Regions from separate parts of the Rattus norvegicus genome. Here regions 1 and 3 are each linked to region 2. A link is a contact called in public Hi-C data. All regions are on one chromosome and are shown on one strand. The core of a region is the stretch at or near the end of the contact, and the rest is flanking DNA. Distances in the headings are between cores, read along the strand shown.

Region 1 (4,396 bases), core at 1,682-4,181, 490 kb after region 2:
GTATGCTATTTGTATACCTAGCAATTTTCAAGCCTGCCCCTGCTTAATATGCTAAAACCAGTGAACTGGTAGTTGGATAAAATCTCCATCTCATAAATTGTAGGGAACTATGGGGTGGGTTCTCATAAAATGTGTATCTGTGTTTTGTGCCATATGTGTGCTCATCTAGGAAACAGAAAGAGAGACAGCATGGTAGAGCCTCTGACAAAGAGGAGGTAGGTTTACAAAGTAGACATGCAAATGATCCTCTCCTCTCAGCTATCTTAGCAGCCTTTCAGTGTGGACACAGTCCGTAGAGCAGCTACAACAGAATGGCTTGCACGAATTTGAATTCAGCTCCTGTTTTCTAATTGGGCAGCTTTCATTAGTTATTTATTTGTCTAATGTGCTATTTTCTCAGCTTTGAAGTGTCAATAATAATAGTTCTCATGTTTTATTACTATTATCATCTGAGGGATTGATGGGAAACAAAGTTCACAGAAGAACATCCAGGACAAGTGTGTCAAAGGCATCATCAAAATCCATTTCATCTGATCCTTCTTCGCTTCCATTCAGCATTTTTCATTTCTGAAGCAAATGTGAATCTCTAAGTCTTTTCTTCACAGTTGCCTGGTGTTATAACAATGAGGAACTTCTCTTAAACTACTTTTTTTCTGCCCACTAAGGAGATCAGGCAAGACTGAACACTATCCTACAGCCACTGAGTCCAACTACTCCATTTCAAATCACTGGCGAGCCATTTCACTTCCCCAACATTAGTAAAATGGAGACTCTAAGTCCCCATTCAAATGTTTTGGAAACCAAATGAGAGAATCTCATACCCATGACCTACTATGATCCTATCATTCAAAAATAGCATCTGTTGCTGTCTTTTACAGGCTTAAAGTAATCAAGCATAACCTGGAAGAGGGCACCTGTCTTCCAGAGAAAGCAGTTTTCTTCTGAGGAAGGTCAAACTCTCTGTGGGCACTGCCCAGCAGCTAACTGCTGGCTAATGTTTTGGCCAGAGGCAGGAACCACTCAACATCTGTTCCTAATATTCATTTTTGCCTCTTGAGACAAGGTGGGTTGCGACTAGTCAGAGGGCTGAAAGCTCCTCCATGTGTGATCTCCTGCTGCCCTCTAGTGTCTGCTAAAGATGTTTGCTCTCAGAAACGACTGCTTTTTCCCAACTGATTACAGAGCGCAGCTTGCTAGGCATTAAAGAGGAGCAGAGGAACAAAATAGAGACATCTTTGGCTCAAGGGAGCTTGAGTTAAAACTATTGCAAGAAATAACAGTTCAGAATGGCATTTCCTTAGAAGACCCATACAGTACCATGTTTGAAGATATGATCCAAAGGGTGAGAATAGAAATAACAATCTGCTCTGTAGTTCTCAGGTATAGGCATTTGAGAATATACGCTGGGAAGGAAAATACCGAGGTGGAAAGAGATTAGGGATCCAGAAGGGATCAAATATAACAGGAAAGGAAACTCCTGCATAGCAAGGCAGAAGATATGCTCAAAGGCTGTTTTCAGAATACTCAAAACTAAGGCATGTGGCCTGGGTTTCATTCTCTACTTCCGGGCTACTGTCCATGGAATTGAATTCAAGCAAACATGCACCTTTGCCTACAGTAGAAAGAGTGATATGGAAATCCTCACAGTATCCCAGAACAGTACAGACAGCAGGGAGGTTAAAAGTAAAGTCATGAGACATCCAGAGACTAGCCAGCTGCCATGCCACACAGTAGGGACGAGAAAAGATGCCCAGAGACCTGCCCTCCACCACACAGCATGAGCAGGTCATAGGCATAAAGAGGCTCACCAGCCACTAGCCATATGGTGTGAGAGAAGGAAGACGTCAATAGACCTGCTCACTGCCATGCTACATGGGTAGGCTGTAGCTAGAGGCGAACTTGCCAGCACACCAATTGGCACAAATAGACAGGGTAATCCAGAGGTCCACTAACCATGTAGCTGCCTGCAGCCAGAGTGGAGTCACTTACAATGTCCAAGATTGACAGATGGGAGAGAAACAGAAGCAGAACACTTTGAGAATTATGAATAGAGATCTGGAACTGGAGAGATGAAATAGCTTGGCATGAGGAGCCAGCCCTGTTGCCTGAGGCCATCATCAAGTCTCACCACTGGCTGCTCCTGCCACTGAGGTCCTTGTCTGGGTCTGTGGTTATACAGCAGCCAGAGTTGGTGTTAGTATCAGTGGTTCATATTACCACTAGAAACCTGATTGGGAATGTCCTTGGTCTGGGACCATGTGGAGTCCAGAGGCTATGCAGAACTGAGTCTGCCCCTCACTGGTTGTGACATCTAGAGAGCCCGCCCCACTTCTCACATGAGGCAGCATTTGAGAGAATTGGCCCTGTGCCTTCCCTGGGCAACAGAGTGGAGCTGGCCCTAGTGGCAAAGGCAAGGGTGAGCCAGCCCCAAGGACATAGGTATGGAAGAGCTGACCCCCTCCCCCCACTACACTCATATGCCCTGAGATAGGCTGGGCGCTGGGGTAATGCCCTCACCCCCTTGCCTCTCACCACCTGAGGGGATCAGGTGAGTTGACCCCAGGGTCATGAGTGTGGGTGAGTTGACCCTGCCCCTTACTAACAGCAGCACTCAGGACAGTGGGCCCTACACCTCCTCTGAGGAGCACAGTAGAGCTGGCCCTGGTGGAGGAGGCACAGGTGAGACAGCCCTGTGGGCATGAGCCAGCCTCATCACTTGTCTGCCATGTGGTGAAGTGGGTAGGGTGGGGCATGATACCCCTTCTTCCCACTCCACGTGTGATACTGGAAGAATGAACAGGCTCCCACGTTCATGAGAGCAGGAGAACTGGTCCTGTCCCTCATTTCAAAGCTCTAGCACTTAGGAGAGCAGGCTCTTCAACCAGCCTGGGCAGCACAGTGGAGCTGGCTGTGGAGGCATGGTTGGGAGGAAGCCAGCCCAGAGGGCATGAGAGCAGGAAGGCTGACCGTGCCTCCTGCCAATGGCAGCATTGGCTGGCCTAGCAGGAGCAGTGCTGGGGAGCTTGCCCTGGAATGCAGAAAAGGAGAGCTGCAGAAGTGACCAGTTCAGCTACCTCCCAGGCTCAGATCCAGGGCTTTGAGTTGGTCCACCCCAAAATCCACATCATCTGTGAACTATTGAGTATGAGAAAGGGTTGACCTTGCTGATCCAAAGCTGCAGAATCTCCATGACATAGGTCAACAATAGGATAACCAGGATGATTATCATAAACGAAGCCAAAGACCTAGAACAAGACCAATGACTCATTACAATGAACCCTCCTAAGTGAGGATGTGGGGACAGAGGAGTATATTGTGGGACACAGTGTAACACACTGCAGCTTACATGAAGAGTAATTTTCATGTTTTGTTTTCTTTCTCTCTCTCTCTCCCTCCTTCCTTCCCTCCCCCTGCCTCTGTGTGTGTGTGTGTGTGTGTGTGTGTGTGTGTGTGTGTGTGTGTGTGTGTGTTTAGTGGGGGGGTGATTGCAAGGGCAAAGGGTAAATATGAGAGGACAGGGAGATGAGTATGACTAGGATGCATGATTTGGAAACTCACAAAGAATCAATAAAAAGTACTTTTTTTAAAGGGGCTTATAGGCTAGCTACAGACCTCTATGTGACCATGAATAATACAAACCAATAGAAATATATGTATTTTTATGCATAAAATAAGTGTAAGGTGAACAAAAATACAATCGTTAAAGTCTAATATATTGAATTTTCATACAAAGTGCTTGATGTCCATCCAGAAAAAATCAATTGTGTGTGTGTGTGTGTGTGTGTGTGTACACATGCATGTGCTTGCATGCACACTTGAGTATATGTATGTGCATTACATCTTGTAGAGACCAGAAAAAGGTGTCAGGTCCTCTGAAACTAGTGTCAGAGGGAGTCTTAAGCTCCCAGTATACTGGGGAATGAATCTGGATCCTCTGCAAGAGGAACAAGTAGTCTTGACATCTGAGCTAGCTCTCTCTCCCACTTACTACATTTACTACAAGAGTGTTACTGTCTTTTTAAAGATGAAGCTGGATGAAATGTTTGAAAGGGAAATATGAGGGAAAAGAGAAACCTTTCCCAGCCATCTAGGTTTTGTTAAACATATGACATTGTAGGTGCCACCTTTACTAACACTGCATTCTCCTCCCTGGAATCAAGCTCATGCACTGCCCTTTCATGTCCTGCTCAAAATGCAGTCCTCAGGACTCAAAGACAAGCCTTTCCCCAGTACCCTTTCTCTCCTTCCAGTAACTTAGAGGTAGGGAGAGCAGTAGTGTGAAGGGTAAACAGATCTTGGAGATGCTAGCACCCTGGATTGGATATACTATCCTGCTGTAACAAGGCTTGGAGGAGGACAGGAGGTCACAAGGCATACCAGCCACCCTCAACCCAAG
Region 2 (4,760 bases), core at 231-2,730:
TAGTTGTTATAACCGAAGTAAGCAGTAATCACATTTCAGATATCATTGGGGAGGGGAATACTGAATGAGAGTGTTTATGCAATTCATCCTCCATATTTTTCCTTCTTTGAGGACAGCCTCCTAGCTTGTGTAAGTGAATCAAAGTTGTAGACAGTGAGAGGTTTGCCAAGGGAATGTTTTTACCCGTGGCATTGTACACATTATCTTCTTTTCTTTCCTTCCAGTCTCTAAAGAGTGGAGGGTGGAAAGAGCATCACTTTGTGAGTAGAGAACCTGAGTCCCAGAACTCTTAGCCTTACACTATATAGCAAGCTCTTCCCTGAACAGGAGGACACAAAACTGCGATAGCTGGCTTGCAGATCAGTGCCATGATCCCTGCTTACCACATTTCAGCTTTTATGGAGAGGAGATCTGAGTCATTGGCCGTCTTACAAATCTATATCCATTTACCAGCGAATAGTCTCCGATGGTTCTCTCCCTCCCTGGAGCATGTAGCAAAGATCCTAACTCTAAGGAAGGATCTGGAACAGCCCGGAGGATGGGAATACCACGGGACAGCAAGTCACTAATTAGTAGCATCAACTACACCTCAGTTTTCCACCATACATTCTACCTGGAATGACATCTTTTTATAGTGATACTATTTGGACAGACTGGCAAGGAACTAATAATTTCTAAACCACCATGGCTAAGTCATTTTGACTTATTAAACACTCGAAGGAAAGAGAACTGTTTTGCCATAAGGGGGAGCTTTTGAGTTCCATAAAGAGGGGGGAAAGAAAAAAAAGAAATACGAAATACATGTTTCAGTTCAAAATGTAGAGCCACAAGCAGCAGACTACTACCTGGGACAGCATTAGGAGGCTTGGATTGTTTTTAAGGTTGAAATTGGGCAAATCCATACTTTCTTTCCATGTATATTCAACAAAAAGTATGTTCAATGACCAACTGAATGCTTTAGGATTATTCAGGGGCAATGATGGGGGCAAAGCACTGGTCCACAGTGCCTCAAAGGGAGATGCCCTGGAAACACTTCTCCTCTGATGTTCTGTTCAATCTATGAAGATTTGGGAAATGAGTCTGAAGCCTGAAAGTTAGCATCGGGGGCTCAGGGAAGAGGAGAGCCAACTTACTACAGTATAACTTTAAGAAAATTTGGTGAGGGGAAGAGGAGAAAGGCAAAAAAAGAAAAAAGTCAAAGAAAGAAAGGAAGGGGAAAATGAGGGGAATGAAGGAAGGGGACAGAGAAAGAGAAGAAAAGCGGGAGAAAGAGAAAGAAAGAGGGAGGGAGGAAGATGAGAAAGACTGTGAGAATTAAGTTTCAACGCATTACGTGTTGTGGAAAAGGGAGACGTGTAACAGCAAAGGGCAAATGAGACTCTGAAAGATTTCTCTCTCCCGCCACGAGGCAAAATAAAAATAAAAATAAGGGGCGGGGGTGACGGGAGAGCAAAGCAAAGCAAAACAAACCAGAACGCGTGTGTTTTGAGCTGGAATGAGCAGAGCAGGGAGGACCGTAAGGGGGTGTGTACAGAATTGCATTAAATTGTTACTTTAAGATTGTCTTCTTTAAAAAAAGAAGAAGTAGAAGAAGAACGAGGGGGTGGAGAAGCTGAAGCGAAGGGAAGGAGACAAACTGCAAAGTAGAGGAAGGCTGGGTGGATCGGCCTCTCCGAACCGATTGATTGGTCATGATCCCCGCAGTTTGAACAGGGACTCATTCAATTGGGAAGGTGGAGTGCTGGCGAACAGATTAGCACACGCTTGTTTACTCATCTTCTAAGGGATTTTTCCCCCTCTTTCCTTTCATTTCGTGAAGAAGGAGGGAGGGGAGGGGGCGGGGGGGGAGAAGGGGGCTGTGGCTTGTGTTATAAAGGACGCAAAAAATAAAGAAATGAGAGCATCTTGGGGGGAGGGAGGGAATTCAGCTGATCAGTGTGTTAGAGGAGATTTTTTTTGAAGAGCTAGAAATATATAAAATAAAATGAAATAAAACAAGGAGGAAGGCATCCAGCTGTTAGAGGGGGTAAATAAGGCAGATAAAGGAGCGGGGAGAGAAATTAATTGCCAACCAGGAGGAGTTGGACTGTATTTTTGAAAGGTGGGGGGAGTGGAGCACACACCTTGAGGAGGAAAGCGAGAAAGAAAAGGAAAAAGCAAGTGGAAAGGGGGCTCTCACGAGAAGGGGATCAGAGACTAGGCGGGAGCTAAGCTGGCAGCTCTGGGCGGCGGTGCAGGGGCGCAGGGGGGGCGGGGGGGACCGTCGGACATGCGGCTCTGGAGTTGGGTGCTGCGCCTGGGGCTGCTGAGCGCCGCGCTGGGCTGCGGGCTGGCCGAGCGCCCCCGCCGGGCCCGGAGAGACCCTCGGGCCGTGCGCCCCCCGCGCCCCGCCGCCGGACCGGCCACCTGCGCCACCCGGGCGGCCCGCGGTCGCCGCGCCTCGCCGCCGCCGCCTCCGGGCGGTGCCTGGGAAGCCGTGCGCGTCCCCCGGCGGCGGCAGCAGCGGGCGGCGAGGGGCGCCGAGGAGCCGAGCCCGCCGAGCCGGGCGCTCTATTTCAGCGGGCGAGGGGAGCAGCTGCGTCTCCGGGCCGACTTGGAGCTGCCCCGCGACGCCTTCACGCTGCAAGTGTGGCTGAGAGCCGAAGGTGGCCAGAAGTCTCCAGCCGTGATCACAGGTAAGGCGAAAGGGGTGCCCTGTCAGGTAGACCATCCCGCTTGTCTCTACCGACCCCTCCGGGTCGCTCGTGGATGTATGGGGGTGAGGGTGGTTGGTGGGTATGCGGGAGTCGCCCCTGGAGCAGCGCAGGGACCACGGAAGCGAGACTCGCTTTAACCCATCTGCAGAATGGGCGCGCTGAGAAGGGATGCTGCCCGGCCTCTGGGGAGCTGCACTTGGGAGCTCGGTGCCTGTCTAAGACCATGGGCTAGAGATAGCTGATCCTCCCGGGAACCCAGAACACTTAGGTGGTGCTGGGGATGTGCAGACAGACATTGTCCGGGTATGGGAGGGAAAGGTACAGGACCCAGATGGATTGCCTGTGAAAAAAGTGCAGGGAACCGTTCATTTCTCTTTACTTTTTGATATTCTTAAGTAATTCTTCAGTAGCCTGGCTAGCCTCAAAGTAGGCATGGGCCAGGTAGTTTTGATTGCCAGACTTAGAAGTCCCAGAAGTACCCCAAAGTTGCTCTCTGCCTGAAGCTTGCCTCTGGGATCCACCCCCACCACTATAGCCACCCACACTGCCTCTCCCGGGTCCTTGCTTTTAAAGCCGGTAGCATGTCATTCACGGCTGGGTCAGACCTTCGTAGCGCACACTCTGCCAGCCTTCACCAGACTCTGGCGCTTTTCTCTTTGGGTACTTTTATGAGCCCATAGTAGATTTAAGTTCTCCCTCTTCACCCTCCCTCTCTCCCCGTCGCTGCTCCGTAGTGAAACCGGACACTTTGCGAGGGCTGCAAACCTTCCAAACGCCTCAACATCCATTTTCCCTTCTAAATGAATCTGTGGAAATGCCTTTAATAAAACGAGGGGTGGTGAAGGGGGGCAGCGATGGAGGAGAGAAGGAAAGTTTTGCCTCTTCTGTCTGGGAGATTCCCTCACTGCATAAACAACCTTGCCCTGTCCTGGGACGCCTTAAAGCTATATTAGGGGTTCCCCCTTCGCTGCAGCCTGGGAGCGAGCAGAGGCTTTCGCGATCCCACCCCTTACACACCACTCTCAGGCAGTTTGCTGCTGTTTTCCCTTGGTGTAGACCTTTCTTAACACTGCACTGACTCTCCTATTTACCCGAAGTCACCTTCGGGGGACCCAAACTCTGCCATCATGCCAATCAAATGTATCCTCAAAGCTCCCACTTTCCAGCTACCAAAGGAGAGCAAGAAGGACTCCACACACAGACACAACTGACGTCATCGCTAGCCACCACCCCCTCCCCCCTGGAAAGGAGAGGGAAAACGGAGCTCATTCACTTTCAGCTCCCAAACCATCCTCAGCCAGAGGAGGGTACAACAAGGAACGGGGAGGCAAGATTCAAAATAATCATGAAGATGATGATAATTCAGGACTGACTTTCTCTCTCTCTCTCTCTCTCTCTCTCTCTCGCTCGCTCGCTCGCTCTGTGTGTGTGTGTGTGTGTGTGTGTGTGTGTGTGTGTGTGTGCGTGCGCACGTTTCACTTTCAAAACATAGCGGTCTGCTGCTTGAAAGTGGGGTTAAGAGATGGGTAGGTCTGGCTTCGCTGCTCTTTACCTGTTGTGTTGGTGATTCGGAAGGGATTCCCCACCCCCCAGAGGAAAGCCCGGGGTTGTAGAGATAGTGGGTACATTTAATATATACATATATACAAATCTATGTCTCACGGGGTTGCATGGGAGACTGGCTTCCAAGTATCTAACTCAGACCAACGTTCTTTTCCTGTTCTCTGGAACACGTAATCCGCTCTTACAATGATTGTTGCAGTAAAATACTTTCATTGGATCAGGGATGCTAGGTTATTATTGCTCGTATAAAATGCCTGGTTCTTTTTATGCGTGGAAATAACATTCCTCACAAAACGGAAGAGAGAAAAAAACAAAACAAAACAGTAAGTAAATAAATTAATAAATAAATGGCGCTACTGCCATGTAGCCCCAGAAAGCCTAGGAGCTGTTCTCCGGAGAATTCTGGTGGATTTCCAACCCCCTCCCCTAGTTGAATCTGAGCCAGATTTGGCAGTGTGTAAACACCTGGCAGTGAGCCAGACTTACTCTGCCTTATCCTCC
Region 3 (4,912 bases), core at 295-2,794, 390 kb after region 2:
ATCCTGTCTTCTTTGGCAAAACAAGCCTTCTTGGGAGTACTCCTTTCTCTCTCTCTCTCTCTCTCTCTCTCTCTCTCTCTCTCTCCCCCTCCCTCCCTCCCTTCCTCCCTTTCTTCCTTCCTTTAATTTTTTGTTGTTGTTAGTTTGTTATGCCTTCCCCCAATTTGGATGCTTTTTAAAAGCAATGAAAAAAGTACATTTCCTGAAAGTTTGGGAAAGTTTCTCTCTAACACTGGCTGAGTGGGGGGAGGTGGGCAGTGAAATGTATATGGCCTACAGCTCATTGATGATGATAACCTAGAGATGGGTGGGGTTGAGGCAGACATCTGTGGAGGTGAGATGAGCTGGCAGTTGCAGGGACATGCAGGAAGAGACATGAGAGATGTGATCTGGTGCCATTGTTATAGCTGAGATTGAGGCTCAGGCTCTGGCCTTGAGCCTAAGGCTCATTCTTCCTAGGACACCCTTAGCCCTTTTTGTCTTTGCCTAGCCTCTGAAATAACACTACTTAAAACCATCACTATAGTCACCTAAGCAGAGGAGAGAGAAGCTGACCATTGTGTGTGATGCTGCTCTTCCTGCCCTATATCTTTTCTAGATGCTGCTTTTTTGTATTATCCTATCTTTCCCCTTTCACACACCCGCTTTCCCTGCTCTTCTTCATGCCTGGTTCCCTTATCAAAACATGTATTTTATTCTAAGTGTTTTGAATGTATGTAGCGTCAAGTCCATGCAGTATGTGTTACTGTGTGCTGCCTAGATTGATGTTGTTTGATGTGTGACCCCAGGCCTGCTCATGCTTGGTGAACTGACATGGCATTTGGCTCATAGACTTTCCAGTATGCTAGTGAGGCAGTGGCTATGTTTATCCATGTCTGTCTGTTGTTTATCTGTAATATCACTCCTGGGGGATTTGCTGTAGAGGGAGTGAGAGATTCACATTATCTGTATGTGCTCTGCTTTCAATGGATTTTGAATGGCTGTGTGTGCTGTGGTCTACTACATCTCTGTGCTGTGTGTGTGTGTGTGTGTGTGTGTGTGTGTGTGTGTGTGAGAGAGAGAGAGAGAGAGAGAGAGAGAGAGAGAGAGAGAGGGAGAGAGACTGTGTGTCTTTATTATATAGCTTACCTATCTCACCTTTCTATATTGTGCATGCTCTGAATGTCCTCATGGGGTGAGGGGCTTACACATATTTAAATGTACTGTATACAGCCATTTATTGTCCTTGCACCTTATCTGGGAGTGACGACTGCGTTGTATGCATCTGCGTGCTATGGGTTAAATTCACATCGTGGTTCTGTATTATGTGACTCACAAACAAAATCTCCTTGTTCGTAGTCTGAGTAGGGTATGTTATATTGGTTGTTTGTAGGTATGTGCTCATGTTCTGTGCTTTCCCTGGGCCTCTGTCTCCATGAGATGTGTATTTGAGTGTGTTCTCTGCCAGCTCTTCCTCCCTTTCTGGTGCCCCAGCCTCCGTCCTTTCCTCCTCCTCCCTAGGCTGTGACTGCTCTCAGCTGACACCTCGGCTGCTCTGGCAACCCAAGAACAGCCTAGAGAAAGGTCAGCTGGCTGCCTTTGCCCTGCGCCTGTCTAGAGCCTTCCACCCAGTGTTGTGGTGTGGGAGCGCCCTCTATTGACTATGATATCCACAAAAGGCCCTAGAAATGGTTTTAGGCTTCCCTGTCTGGATAATCCCTGAGATTTCCATCTTTACTAAGTAACAGCCTAAAAGGGGATTGGGTCAACATAATCTATTGTTCAAAGTCAGACACTCTTAAGAATGACAACGCTATTAAATACACTCAGACACTGATGTATGCAGAGAGCTGATGGCCCAGAAAAAGACTGCCCTGGACCCTTATTCAAGTCATAGATACTTATTTGAAAATGAGCCTCAAAATGTGTGCTAGCACACTGTGAAAAGAGCCCACTGCTTTCTACTCATATCCTGGGGAGAATCTCAAATTCACACTTTCTAGTAACTTCATGCAAATCTGGAGACCCCCTCACCCCTACCAAGCAGGAATTTTCAAAGGTTTTGATTTTTCCTTTGCAACAGAGACCCAAGGATGAGACCTAGGCCTCCAGGTACAGAAAGCAGAATGAGATAACTTCAGGAATTTCCCAAGGGACTTAACAGAAGCAAGGCAAAAATACTTGTGAGAACAAGGATAGTCGTGGAGTGCCAGAATTTGTTCAAGGTGTTTCTGGTAGCCTTATCTGTGACGTCACTTGTGCAAACACGCGAATTCCCGTACACACAAATACACCAGGAGACAGATACTCAACAGCCAGTATGGTCAATAATTTCATAGATTTGAGGACAAGCACCGTTTACTACTTTTTGAGTTCTAGAAAACAAAACAAACAAACAAACAAACGAACAAAAACAGAACAAAGCTGAATTACATTTCAGGTGGAGAAAAGTGGGTTTCATTGTTTCCTTTTGCCAATAATTAAAAACGAGGCTTACATTGGAAGGTCTGTTTCTGTAAACTTGGCTTGATGATTAAAGTCAGACCAAAGGACCACTTGGTCCATTTTGTTCAAAGAGCATTTTACAGAATTTTACCTTCTGTGAGACACTAATAGTCATTTCACATAAATTTGAAAGCTACGGGGATAAAAATAAAGTTAAGCAGACTTCTTTCTAAAGGGGTATCTTAGAACATTAAAAATGATAATGTGTCATAGATTTCCAGAAACTGGAGGGTGAAGTTGTCCACTTTTTCATAAATTACAGATATGGAGGTAATTTACCCTCTCAGAAATCCTATGGAAATACATTCTGCCCTACTAAAAATTGTCCTATTCTGCTTCCTTTTGTACTTTTTTGGGGGGGTTATATCTATAGATCTTGTACTGATATCCACAAATAGGAATTATGCTACAATGCTAAACCACAAATGGGAAAAGATTTTAAGGGGTCAGGTTGATTTGCCCCAGGTCACAGCAATGGGCAATGACAGAGCAAAAGGAAGCCCTTTAAAACACATGAGCTTCTCACTTAACTGACAGCTATTAAACAGAACTTACAGGGGTGCTGTGGCATAATGGTGAATATAGCTGCCTCCAGAAAGTTAAAATATGAATATGCCCACAGGAACTATACAGCATTCCTAGAGAGATCCATAAGGGCATAGGTGTAAAAAGGCAAGTGTGTTGGCACATTGCCTACAATCCCTGCACTCAGGATGCTGAAGCAGGGGGACTGTTGCAAGCTTGAGGCCAGTCTGCACTAGACAAAGTTAACTCGAGGCCAGATCAGGCATCATGGCAATGCTCTGTTTCAGAAATCCAAAAAATAAAGGATGTGGAGGAAAGAAGGAAAGAAAGGAAAGGAAAGAAAAAAGGAAGAAAGGAAAGAAGAAAGAAAGAGAAAGACAAAAGAAAGGGGACTATGCTACTGGGAAATAGTATGTAAAGAAGAAGAGATAGAACATACCTATAATCCCCACACTAAGAGGTTGAAGTACTAGGAGTACCATTACATCAAGGTCAAACCTGAGTACTTCATGGACTCTAGGCCAGCCACATCTATACAGTAAGACTGTTTCCAAAAGCTTTGCTAACGTAGTAAGTAGCACTGTACATCCGAGCTCAGAGAACTCAGCAGGAACTGGGAGGGTCAGAGTGAGATTTCCAGAGGAGGTACATTTGAACTATTCTTGGAAGATGGAGATAGCATCCTTAGATAAAGGGCCAGCAACTATTTTAATGTAAAGCACCAGATAATAAATATTCTGCTTTGTAAGCCCAATAATCTGTGGCAAACGCACTCAGTGTTGCTATTGCTGCATGAGAGCAACAGCAGATAACATGTAAATAAAAAAACTGTGCGCCAATAAAACTTTACCTGCAATGTGGCAGCCAGCGCATGGGCTGAAAGTGGCCAGCTCTTGCATCTGAAGGAGGACAGAAGGAAGGAAGTAGAGCCAAGAGGACCCTTTGTGTAGTACTGGGAAGCGATGAACTCAAAAGAAGGCCACAAAGTCTGATCTTCACTGTTCCTACTTATTCTCCCAACTCCACCTCAAACCTCTTCCACTGTGTTCTCAGCCCTGAGCATTGTACTGCAGCTACACAGAAAGATAGCGGCCTGCATTTAGGATAAGATGAATAACCAGGTTACTGTGGAGGGTGCTTGTGAACTGTGTCTAAAGTTAGTCTGTTGGAAAGACAAGAAACGCAAAGTAAAAGAAAATTCGTTTCCCACTGAACAAAAGGATTGGACCCTTACACACACACACACACACACACACACACACACACACACACACACATACACACACACACACACACACACACACACACACACACACACACACACACACACACACATCTCCTTTTCCCCTATTAAGAAGTCAAAGCCAAGGCTAAAATATTTGCCAGTTTCTATATTCTGGGTGAACCATCTGCTCCTTCACTGATATTCACACCAGTCTTTAGAAGTTCCTGACATATAATGTGTTGGAACAACATCTCTGTTCTTTGGACTCTAGCATGGGCCCCATATTGTTACATTTTTGCTCATTAAACTTTAGTAATGTCCCACTTGGTAGGATCCATACCAAGAGCCATGTGCCTAGAATTCAAAGTAATGAACCTGATTCCTTTATGTATCTACTCCATCTACCTCACTCTGGTCTCAGACCCTGTGGTTTTCTACATTATTTACAAGTCTTCCATTGCAGACCTTTGGACTTCCACTTCTAATACCTTTATATCCCCCCAAACCTCTTCCATTGTGTCCTCACTCCTGAGGAGCATCTTACTTCAGCTACACAAAAAGAAAGCTCGCTCGCTCTCTCTCTCTCTCTCTCTCTCTCTCTCTCTCTCTCTCTCTCTCTCCTTTCTTCTTTCCTTTATTCAAGTCCTACCCTAAGGCTCTACTCTTATTTTCTCTTGC

Evidence for each region. A called contact is a pair of places that touch in the nucleus more often than the background predicts.
Region 1: a contact with region 2 is called in a Hi-C map of kidney, with 4 times the contacts expected there. The contact joins the enhancer-like site here to the promoter of Pappa in region 2. A contact is called at or near these places in 11 of 12 Hi-C or Micro-C datasets (the A7r5 cell line, the Rat2 cell line, Schwann cells and 7 more) and 1 of 1 datasets of contacts at active chromatin or transcription factors (oligodendrocytes).
Region 3: a Hi-C map of kidney shows a contact between it and region 2, with 2.7 times the contacts expected there. The contact joins the enhancer-like site here to the promoter of Pappa in region 2. A contact is called at or near these places in 10 of 12 Hi-C or Micro-C datasets (the A7r5 cell line, the Rat2 cell line, Schwann cells and 5 more) and 1 of 1 datasets of contacts at active chromatin or transcription factors (oligodendrocytes).

The regions. Positions count from the first base shown.
Region 1 is chr5:84,004,745-84,009,140 of GRCr8, forward strand. All of the region lies in intron 16 of Astn2 (astrotactin 2), which reads right to left. Among named protein-coding and RNA genes, the nearest start is that of Trim32, 14 kb to the right of the region's middle. Within about 2 kb of position 2,932, at least 23 of the 93 cell types and tissues checked have an H3K27ac peak or open chromatin away from gene starts, as enhancers often do. A contact at or near this core is called in kidney, where this site is marked.
Region 2 is chr5:83,511,878-83,516,637 of GRCr8, forward strand. It overlaps Pappa (pappalysin), which reads left to right and starts at 1,481. Exons shown (of 22, transcript NM_001401319.1): 1 at 1,481-2,675. The coding sequence starts at 2,270.
Region 3 is chr5:83,899,272-83,904,183 of GRCr8, forward strand. All of the region lies in intron 19 of Astn2 (astrotactin 2), which reads right to left. Among named protein-coding and RNA genes, the nearest start is that of Trim32, 120 kb to the right of the region's middle. Within about 2 kb of position 1,545, at least 24 of the 93 cell types and tissues checked have an H3K27ac peak or open chromatin away from gene starts, as enhancers often do. A contact at or near this core is called in kidney, where this site is marked.